Linked DNA regions of Anas platyrhynchos: region 2 is linked to region 1. The links are chromatin contacts, called in public Hi-C maps. All regions are on one chromosome and are shown on one strand. The core of a region is the stretch at or near the end of the contact, and the rest is flanking DNA. Distances in the headings are between cores, read along the strand shown. Region 1 overlaps SLC16A10 (solute carrier family 16 member 10). Region 2 holds the start of SLC16A10 (solute carrier family 16 member 10).

Region 1 (4,891 bases), core at 1,373-3,872:
ACAGGGGAAAACAAACCACATCTCTCAGTAGCCTTGATTCTAGATGGAGGTGCCAAATAACACTGACAAATATCTACCAGATCAGGGCCCAGCAAAATTCAATCCAGTAGTTGTATTTTCCTTTAAAACGCAATAAAAAGATATGATAGTGATAGAATCCTCTTACAGAGATACGGCCCTCACTCAGGGTATAGACATTTGTGTAGTTTTCTTTCCAGCCTGAAGCAAACTAAAACCATGCCTCCCCTTTCCTAGGAAATACTCTACTCTGTAGTAAGACTTAAATTTTAACTCAATCAGCAGGAAAGAACCTGGAAAATAGATCATGACTTCACTAGCAGCAACCAAATGGAAACAGCTAGGTTTCAAGATTTCCTCAAAGGAAAGCACAAAATACGTGAAAAGAAATTCACAAGTCTGAACAAAAACTAAGGAGCAAAGAGGGTTTCCAGGCAGCTCTTCCTGGAGCAGAAACTGGACGCAAAAGCTAGTCTGCATGAGTGAAGGAAGGTTCTTCACTTAATTTTGATGAATAGGTTTCTTGACTCTGGATGAGAATAGTACAAAAAAAGCCAGTTTTGATCCCAGGTTTCTGGGCACCTATGGAGCAGAAAGAGTTTAATTCAGGCTATGATGCTTCAAGCACCCAAAAAGACAGGAAGCTGAGTACCATTAGAATTAGCATTAAATATATATTTATTTATTTTATTATTCTCTGACTTAACTATATCCTGTCTGATACTAGAATAGTTTGTATTATCCAAAATTATATTAATTAGAGACTATTAGAGACTGATATAAAGAAAATTATAATGTAATTCAGACCTCTCAATCTGCTAGCATAGCACAGGCCAGAAGTTTGCTCAATGCTTCATTCTTATCCTTCAAAGTCTTATATATACCGAATAATAATATCTGAATATACTGATATACAGATATTATTATATCAATAATATCTGAATATACTGCTACCTAATGTATTTTATTGCAGTGAACTGTCATTTACTCTCATGTCTGGGAGGGGAGGGAAATACATGCATTTCACTTACTCTTTTCAGTTTCTGTTCTTTCTGTACTTACAATTTTTACTCTTCTCCAATACATACTTGGAAAACAGCTTAAACATGTTTTCATATAAAGTAGGATTTTTTTTTATTATTATTTTATTTTCACTCCCACCACCTTCCAGTGTCAAAAGTAGATAATAAAAACTAAAAAGTAGTGAAGAATAAATACTGCCAGATCAACGTTGAGAAATACTGAGAAAGAAAAGAGGTGCACAGGATAATTACAGAAGTGGGTAAAGGGGGAAAATTTCACTAACCTGGGCAGTCAAACTGCAGCAGATGTTGAGATCTGAAGGGAGATAAATGCAAAGATTAGCAAAGCAAGTAAAGCATGGGGAGCCACTGAAGATTTGAGGTCTCAGAAATATCCTCCTTAATTACACTGGACCCTTACAAAACCAGTGCCTTGCTTTTTTTTTTTTTTTTTTTTTGGGGGGGGGGGGGGGGGACAGAAATATGGTAGATAAAGTGGATGAGAAAGGTAATAAAATCAACAGGTATACCTACAGCTTTATCTTCAGATTTCCTAGAGTATGGAGAAATATCCATTTGACACAGTTACCTGTTAGTACATCATTTAAAAGATACTATCCTATCTTTACAAAACGTACTAACGATGATTTCTGGGAAATGAATGATGTAGTAGCCTTCAGGCAAATGAATGATGGAGGAGATATGAAAAAATGAATGGGTTTCTTGAACAGCAACCAATGAAAGCAAGTGAACATGGTGATGGAGGGTGATTTTTTTTTCAATTTTTAGAATTAAAATCCAGATGTACCAATCAGATATTAAACACTTTTTACACTTTTTTTTTTTAGCAGCAAACTAGTGACATAATATGAGTGGTTCCCAAAACAGAGACAATATTTACCTTACAAGAACTGAATTTCTTCAGGATGTGCTATGTGTACACGCTTTACTCTGGATGTGCATGCATTTTAAATGTTTAACTTGAGAGCTTTATGGTTACTAGGGTCCATATATCATACGTTGTACTTTTCATCATTCTTTGCACTCAGACATACAGGACAGCATCTATAGCTGTGTTGCAATTTGTCTCCAGTAGGGAATTCAGGGCACGGGACTTCAGGGGAGGGAAGAGAGGTGCAGGATTAGGACTGTGCACACAAAAGTGTCATTGTGAGCAATGGCTTGGGTCCTGTGAGCAGTGCATCAACTAGTGCAGCGAGAGTTAGCCTGGCCACCCTCTAGCCTGTGTGGATAGAGCAGCTCAGATCTGCCTGGAGAATGTTGGTGGTCATTACCCAGTGTGTATTTTCCAGTATAATTCTTTTTAAGGGACCAAAGCTTTTGCCAGGGGGAGGTGCAGTTTATAGGTGGAAAATAGCCGTCTTTCTGAATGGGCAGAATAGAGAGACTGTATAGTCCCGAATAAATAAGGCCTTTCACAAACCGAATACACACAAGCGAATACAGTTTTCAAAATACATAGCAAGAACTTTGAGTAAGTTCCTAGGAAAACTGAGTACAGAGGATCTCATGAGAGCCTGGCTTTTTGCTCCTGAGTTGCTTGCACAGGAAGATGGTTTGTACTGGCAAGTGTTCCACGAGGCAAAGGTTCAAGCATGCATGGGGACTAGATTGAATTCGCACAGCAGAAACAGATCGCTTACTAGCATGAACAAGGCAAATCACTGCTACACAGCTGAGAAAGAGGTAGAGACAAGAAGTCAAAGTAGTTGGCTGGTAAAGAATAGGGCTGACGGACAGATCATGTTGGTGCAATTTAAGAAGGTAGTCCAATTGGGGAAAAAAAAAAAAAAAAAAAAAAAAAAGTTGAATCACAGGAAAGCAAGGATCTTGCCCTCAGGGAGGAAAAAAAAAAAAAGAAAAAAATCAAATCTGCTTAGCAACAAAAATCTGCATCATCTATGATCCATATCAGCAAGCTCCCCTCTTCACTATGTTCTTTCTAAAGTGGAAAAAAAAAAAAAAAAGACTTTTCTTTACTACAGAGCCAGAACTAAATGGATGTCGTAGCAGAAGATGGAAACTATAGAGCAGAAGACAGCACTATCTTTTTGCAGACAGACTACATACGTGGGTGTAGCAGCTAGATCCAGCAACTTCAAAGTAACAAACTGAGAAGATCTGGAGACAGACTAAGCCACACAGCGCAGATAACTAAGCCTACTGGAGCTGTCTGATTTTGTGATGCATCCTGGAAGGTGAATGAGTTTGTTTGTATGCATAAACAAGTTCTTATGACTAACAAAGTACTTCACAGAGACTCCAACCATCCCCATACCCCTCTACATAATAAAAAAAAGCAGCCCTCATTAGGATGGTGAAGATTTTGCACTCAGATTAGCTTCCTCCTGAGAAGCAGACTGCCTAAATCATTTCATTTGTTGTTGTTTTTCTATGACAGCAAAAATAAAAAACCATTTTGAGTGTAGGTGCCAGTCATCTGCTCTGATGAGGTACTACTGAAACAACTTAATTGCTTTAAAGCAGTGAATTCCCTACACAGGGGGAAGGACTATGACCTTTCTCTCTGATCATAAAAAACACAATTTCAGTATTGCCCATAACAATCTTTAAGCCCAGAGATTATCTCCGAGAATGGATTCTTACATTCTCAAAACAGTTCACACTTTGTGCACGCTGTATCCGTCACTAAAACCAGTGAGCTTCTTCCCCCCGTGCACTGCTCACCAGCGCTTCTGCCCTGCGTGTCAGCAGAAAGTCCCTCGCAGAGGGGCTTTTTCCTGCTGACATTTCCTCTCTTCCAGGAGATTTCCTACTGTCGAAGGTATCGGAAGGACGGCTGAAGCAGCACGGGAAAAGGAAAGAGAAGAGATGACTAGGCACACCGGGTGGGCAATGCTGACTCAAAGCCTCCAACTGGGCCAAGGGCCTGCGCAGGATAACACGGCCAGTCACTTAATCCCTGTCACAGCTGCCTGTGGCTGAGCAGAGCAGGGGTGACTGGCCTGGGAGGAATGCATAACATAACTGGCTCTTCTTCCCAGCTGTTCCCAAGCTCTATAAAAAGAGAAGAAGGCTGAACCGACGATCTTCACGCAGCATACGCATCGAACCTCTCAACTTTTCCAAGCCCCGTGTTCCTGGTTTATGTACGGAAAAGCACAGCAACACAGAGGACATACATATATATACTGTGGGATATTTTTATTCCACGGTGAGAAGCAGGGTCTCTCTTTCTACAGTGATCACAGCTCCACAAGCTGGTGCCCGCTGCTGGCAGCCTGGCCTGTTTAGACACTAATCCTTCACCACATCGTTGCAGTTTCCCCAAGAATCTGAACAGCAGTTTACCAGCAGAGGCAGCCAAGCACATTTTGAAACAGCGCAAAATGCCAGCAGAACCCAGGTCTGTACCTAATGGCAGCGCTGGGGCTGCTGTATCTTTTTGAGAACACTTTTCATCAGGCCAGCTGCTTTGAAGCCTCTTTAATTCTTAATTTGTGAGGCATTTTTTCTTACAATACAGTTGATGAAAATCTTAGAGCAAAGTCCAAGGAGATGCTTTGTTTCTCAGTGGCAGTTTCTAGAACCTGAGGCAACATCCACCTGCTTATTCCAGGAGCTGTGGCTGCGCTCTCGCTTCCCTGCTCTTTGAAGGTCCAGCTCAACCTATTCCTGCTTTGTGCAGATTCATAAAAGCAAAGAAACACTGAATCTGTGGCATCTATGTATGGAAGGGCATAAATCCATTATTTAAATCCGGATCCCAAAACAGATTTTTCCAAAGAATTTGTTGGAAAAAACAGCCAGGAACACACCACATCCAAGACCTTCAATCCGAAGCACACAGACACAGAACACATGCATTC
Region 2 (5,139 bases), core at 1,926-4,425, 47 kb after region 1:
GCAGGCACATTTTTCTAGAAGCTTGATACTTAGCATTAGGAACTTTTCCTTTTCTGTAGTTATGCATCATTTAGCTTTTGAACAAAAAAAAAAAAAGACAAGGAAACATAAATGATTACAAAATGCATTACTTAAGTTATGAAGACAGTTCTATCTTGAGCAATATAATTATCAAAATATTGTATACAAGTTATGTGAAAAGTTTTTCATCAAAACTATGTCAGAATCAGGTGCCCCTTGGAGAGATTTTGAATGTGTGAAGTCTGTCAGTTCTTCCAGTAACAATCATTCTAAATCCTGCAACAATGTTAAGTGTAGTTACACAGCTTGTTTACCCAGCGTGGATTCTGCACTCTGGAGATAGCCCAGCTGCCTTGCCTGTACTTTTGGTTCCTCCCACTCCTTATTTACAAGGCTTCTTGACTGCATTCTCCTCCCTTCTGCCTCCTCCTGTTTTGCCTTTCGTGCACATTAAGTATCCGTCCACTTTAAAAAAAAATAACAAAAATAGCACGTGCTATAGTCTACTTCATTCCTCTTTGCAAGGAAAACACAAGGCAGCAGACAACGACTAGCTTGTCCTAAACAAAAACCTCCAGCAACACACATGCTTCTGCCAACAGCTAAGTAATTTTGTAATTATATTAAAAAGCTGGATTCTGTAGTGCTATGAATAAACAGCTGGGGGTCACAGAAAAGGTTATCTGGAATATTTATGGTTCTCACAAATCACCATTCTGGATTTTAAAGGTGCCCTCTCTCCAAAAATTTGAGTATTAAACTTTATATTTCAAAGCAAAAGCATACAGCAAGAAAACTTTCACTACAAATCCCAGTTTTCAGATCCACTAAGTCTGACTCACAAGCTCAAGCTGCAGTCAGTTTGAACAAGAGACTAACTAGATTAGGTACCATCACCGATACCCTATGAATGATCCAGCTGGGGTTTTCTCTAACACTAAAATCATACTGACTTCATCCATTTTCATCCATTAGCCGTCCCTTCTCTCTCCAGCATGCCATCTAATCCATCAGCAGTTCAATAAAAGCAACCCTAAGTGCAATTTGCCATTCCTGACCATAAATCCCCTGTCTGACAAGCTAAATATTGCATCAAAATTTTAGTTCAGTTTGACTCTCGGTCTTACCCTCACCAAGATCACAAACAGCAGACAAGCAGTTTAAGACGACAAAAATCCAACATCAAGGAACAAAAAGCCGTGTTTGACAGCTGCTGCTTAGTCCTTGCAGTGCCTACCCTCATCAGGGTACTCTCAGGTGTGAGAAGAGAGAGCAGCTTTATAGCTGCTGTTCTGCTGGCTGCAGGAGGCACTTTTGTATTTGCAGTCCCTTCTCCTCACATGCACACACAAGTTATCTAGTCAAGGAAGCGATTTGAGGCCATTTCCCCTGAACCTATACTAGTTTGAATCAAAAAGAAGCAAAGTAAACATCATCTGCATGGCCCAAACCATAGCACACCTGTCAACAAACAAAACCAGAATGCAGCTGTAGCTTATTTTTAACAAAGTTCAGAAGAAAGAAGTGATGCAGGTCACCGTGACTGCATCCAACAGGACTCAAAACTCTTCCTGCTTTTCTGAACAGGCTGCAAAACAACTAGGCTACAAAAACAGGTCCCACCCCCCCCCCCTTCTCTGAGGCTGAGCGAAGTGTCAAAAACATGGGTGGAGCACGCCCTCAATCCCACCTCACTTTCAAACCAGTGGCGCAATTACTTTTCTGGAGGGTAGAAGATAGTAATCCCAATCCTCCCTCCTCTTGTTGATTGACTTCGACACAATAACCTAACAAGTCACGTTTTTTTTTAAGCACAAGGGCCGTATTTTGGAAGGCGGTCAGCAGAGAACCAGGTCCCCAGAAGCAGCAGCTACCCCTCTGCCCCACAAAAGGAGGGAGCAGCAGCCACCGGTGTCGTTTCTCACTCATGACCTGCCAGTGGCTCCCAGCCCCACGTGCAGGTGTTTTGGGCACCTCCTCTGACCAGGCACCCGGCCCTGTGCATCCACCTGCCCCCAGGGGCAGGCGCTGTGATACCTGATGTGGGGACAGGCGCAGCACCTCACCTTCCCAGCTCAAGAGCTGTGGAGCTGGGCACCTTACCTGGCACCACAAACAGCTGAAACACTGGAGGGTGCAGTTAGTGCTCCACCACAGCTTTCTTACTCGGTGAGCACCTGCCTTGGCTGTTGACTCGAGACAGAAACCTTAAGCTGGGGGGAGCAAGGAGGGAATGGGCTCTTCTCCTCCTGCTTCAGGTTCAGCTTGCCCCAGAGTTGAGGAAGATGATTTCCAAAGCTGCTTTAAAGGTCTGTAGCCAGTCTGTGCTGCAAGTTTCCTAGAAGGCTAACACCTCAGCAGGGCGATTGCACTGGGACGCCTTTTTTACTATGAAGAAACAAAAACACGAGGCAACGCTGGCTATTTCAGCGCTCCTTTTTAACGCTTTGAGCTGTGTCCTAAACGAACCAACTTCGTTACGATTTCCTATGACAGATGAGCCGCTGTAAAAGCCAGAAGCACACACCCCGAGCCGGGAGCAGCACCGGGAAGCACCCCCCCTCCTCACCTGTCTTGAAGGCCATCTGCCGGTCCTCGCTGCCGCCGAAGTGCTGGAGCATGGAGACGAAGAGGACGCCGCACGAGTTCTGGATGCCGAAGACGGCGCCGTTGCACCACATGGCAGCCAGCATCACCACCCAGCCCCAGCCGCCCTCGGGGGGCTCGGCGGGACCGGCACCGGCACCGGGACCGGGACCCTCCCCAGCTCCCGCCGCCGCCGCCTCCTCACGGGGCAGGGGCTGGGGCTGGGGCACGGCCCCGCCGCCCCCTTCCGCCCCCGCCGGGCCCCTCTCGCCGCCGTTCTCCTGCCGCAGCCCCGCCGGGGGGGCGCCCGCGGGACCCCCCTCGCCCTGCGGCGCCGGCTGCTCGCTCACCGGCGCCATCCTCAGCCGCCTTCCTCCTCCTCCTCCTCCTCCTCCTCCTCCTCCTCCTCCTCCTCCTCCTCACAGCCTCACCCCCTGGCTGGCCGCGGGCATCCCGCAGCGCGCCCCCGGCGCTGAAGGAGCTGGGCGGGCGTGCGCGCCCCCGAGCCACGCGCGCGCACACACACGCGCGCCCCCGCCGCCGCCGCCGCTTCAATTTAAAAGGGGGGAGCCCCCGGGGGGGCGGCAGCGGCGCGAGGGCTTCTCCCCGCCGCTGATTGGCTGGCGGCCGGGAGGCGGGAAGGGGGGCGGGGGGCGGGGGGGGGGGGCGCGGCTTCGCCTCCCTTCCCTTGTCCCGTCCTCCGGTCCCCCCACCCCCCCGCCCCGCCGGTGATAAGCGCTCGTGGCGGGGCCGTTAACGGCCGTTAACGGCCGCCTCCCAGCCTCACGCCCCCCACCCCGCCCTGTAACCGGGTGGAGGAGGGAGTTAAACGCGCCCCCCCCCCACACCCCCCAGGCTCGAACCGAGCCGGTTCCCCCCCTGCGGGTGTCCTCCTGCAAAGAGGTGCAGAAAGTCTAAAAAAAAAAAAAAAAAAAACCTTTCTCTGCTGTTTAGTATGTTTAGTAGCGATAATAATGTTTAAAAAGGCAAAAAGCACCCCAAAAGGCTCACCCCAGCCACCACCCCCCCCCACACACACACGTGGACGTTAACGGCCGTTGCGGCTCCCGCTCCCCTCACGGCGCTGAGGGAGCGGCGGCTCCCCCGGACAGCTCCGCCGTGGTGGGACTTTCTCCCCGGGTTTCCTCTTTTTCTTTCTTTCTTTTTTTTTTTTTTTTTTTTTTTTTTTAAGAAAGGAAGAGAAAACCCCACGCTTGCACTCTTCGTGAAACGCTTCCCGCTTTTCGCGGAGGCACCAACGCTTCCTCTCGCCCTCTGCTCCCCACAGCCAACGACCGGGGAAAGCTGAGGGCAGGGGTGTTAATATGGCAAGAGTTTTGACCACTGATCTCGCTCCCAAACTCACCACAAATCCTCCTGGGTGTGTGGCTGGCAGCCACGCATGTCCCAGACTGTTGGGGCCTGCTGAGGAAGAGGAGCTTCTTGAAGGAAAATCACCAAATCAGCCCCCAAACCCATCGTCCTTCACCCATGGCACCTGGAGGGTTCCCCATCAGGACCAGGGCAAATATTCACCACACCATTCAACACACTTGCTGCCCACTTAATTATCTTCCTTTTTTTTTGTCCCTGTACCTCCTTCTCCCTCCTACCTACCCATGGCCACAAGGGGAAATAATACTTATTCCGCAATAAAGCACCGTGCCTTGCTTTGCACAAATTACTCACTCACTTTCCACATGAAATTTAGGAGCTAAAGAAAGAAAAACACACGGGCATGTAGTGGAATCCCAAGCAACAATGCACACCAAAAAGGTGTCGGATCTACGAATGCTTGGCCTTGGGAATCAAGCAACCTTTGATTTTTTACATCTACATGTCTAGTGGCCTCCAAACTGTTTTAACATAAATTAAAAAAAAATACACATGATAAAAATGAAATACATTGTATAGATGCACCGATCTTGCCGCATACTCCATTTGTCTTGCTAACCATGCCGGTCTAGGCTAAATCTAAACACATTGAACACACACATATTATAACAACAGTAGAATGTGGAACAAATAAATACCCCTAACAAAACATAGTACAGTTGTATCAATTACATAATAATTGTCAAAACAAATACAACTTTTGGCCAACCACTGGAAAACACATCTGTTCCCTCCAAGGAACGAGTTTTAATGCCTGTGAAAAACCCCAAACCTATCGTTAGCTTAAGTATGTCCAGAATAGTTCGTAAGCAGTTTAACACGCAGAAGTTAACACTTAACATTCTTCAGTGACTCCTTGTCCAAAGGTTGCTCTCCAAATCTTGCTGAGTGCTCTTACAGTAAGTCTGGCTTCACCCAGCACGATATAACTGTTTGGAGCGGTTCAGAGAGAGCAAACCTTCTTTAGAAACCAGATTCAATCTTCATTATGTTTGCCAGCAATGATTAACTGAATTAAACTTTTGATTGCACTGAAATAAACAAGGGCGAAATCCGAGACTGGATCTTACTGTGGCTAATCGGGAGGGTCCCGCTTCTACAGGCACTGCACTGTTTTTCTAACTTTCAGCTAGACTC

Evidence for each region. A called contact is a pair of places that touch in the nucleus more often than the background predicts.
Region 2: a Hi-C map of subcutaneous adipose tissue shows a contact between it and region 1, with 2.3 times the contacts expected there. The contact joins the promoter of SLC16A10 here to the enhancer-like site in region 1. A contact is called at or near these places in 7 of 8 Hi-C or Micro-C datasets (F1 follicle, F5 follicle, liver and 3 more).

What each region holds. Positions count from the first base shown.
Region 1 is chr3:72,437,344-72,442,234 of IASCAAS_PekinDuck_T2T, forward strand. All of the region lies in intron 3 of SLC16A10 (solute carrier family 16 member 10), which reads right to left. Among named protein-coding and RNA genes, the nearest start is that of MFSD4B, 23 kb to the left of the region's middle. Within about 2 kb of position 2,623, at least 4 of the 8 cell types and tissues checked have an H3K27ac peak or open chromatin away from gene starts, as enhancers often do. A contact at or near this core is called in small yellow follicle and subcutaneous adipose tissue, where this site is marked.
Region 2 is chr3:72,483,628-72,488,766 of IASCAAS_PekinDuck_T2T, forward strand. SLC16A10 (solute carrier family 16 member 10) reads right to left here and starts at 3,176. Exons shown (of 6, transcript XM_027454698.3): 1 at 2,591-3,176. The coding sequence starts at 2,966. LOC140002211 (a long non-coding RNA gene) reads right to left here and starts at 1,620. Exons shown (of 3, transcript XR_011808416.1): 1 at 1-1,620.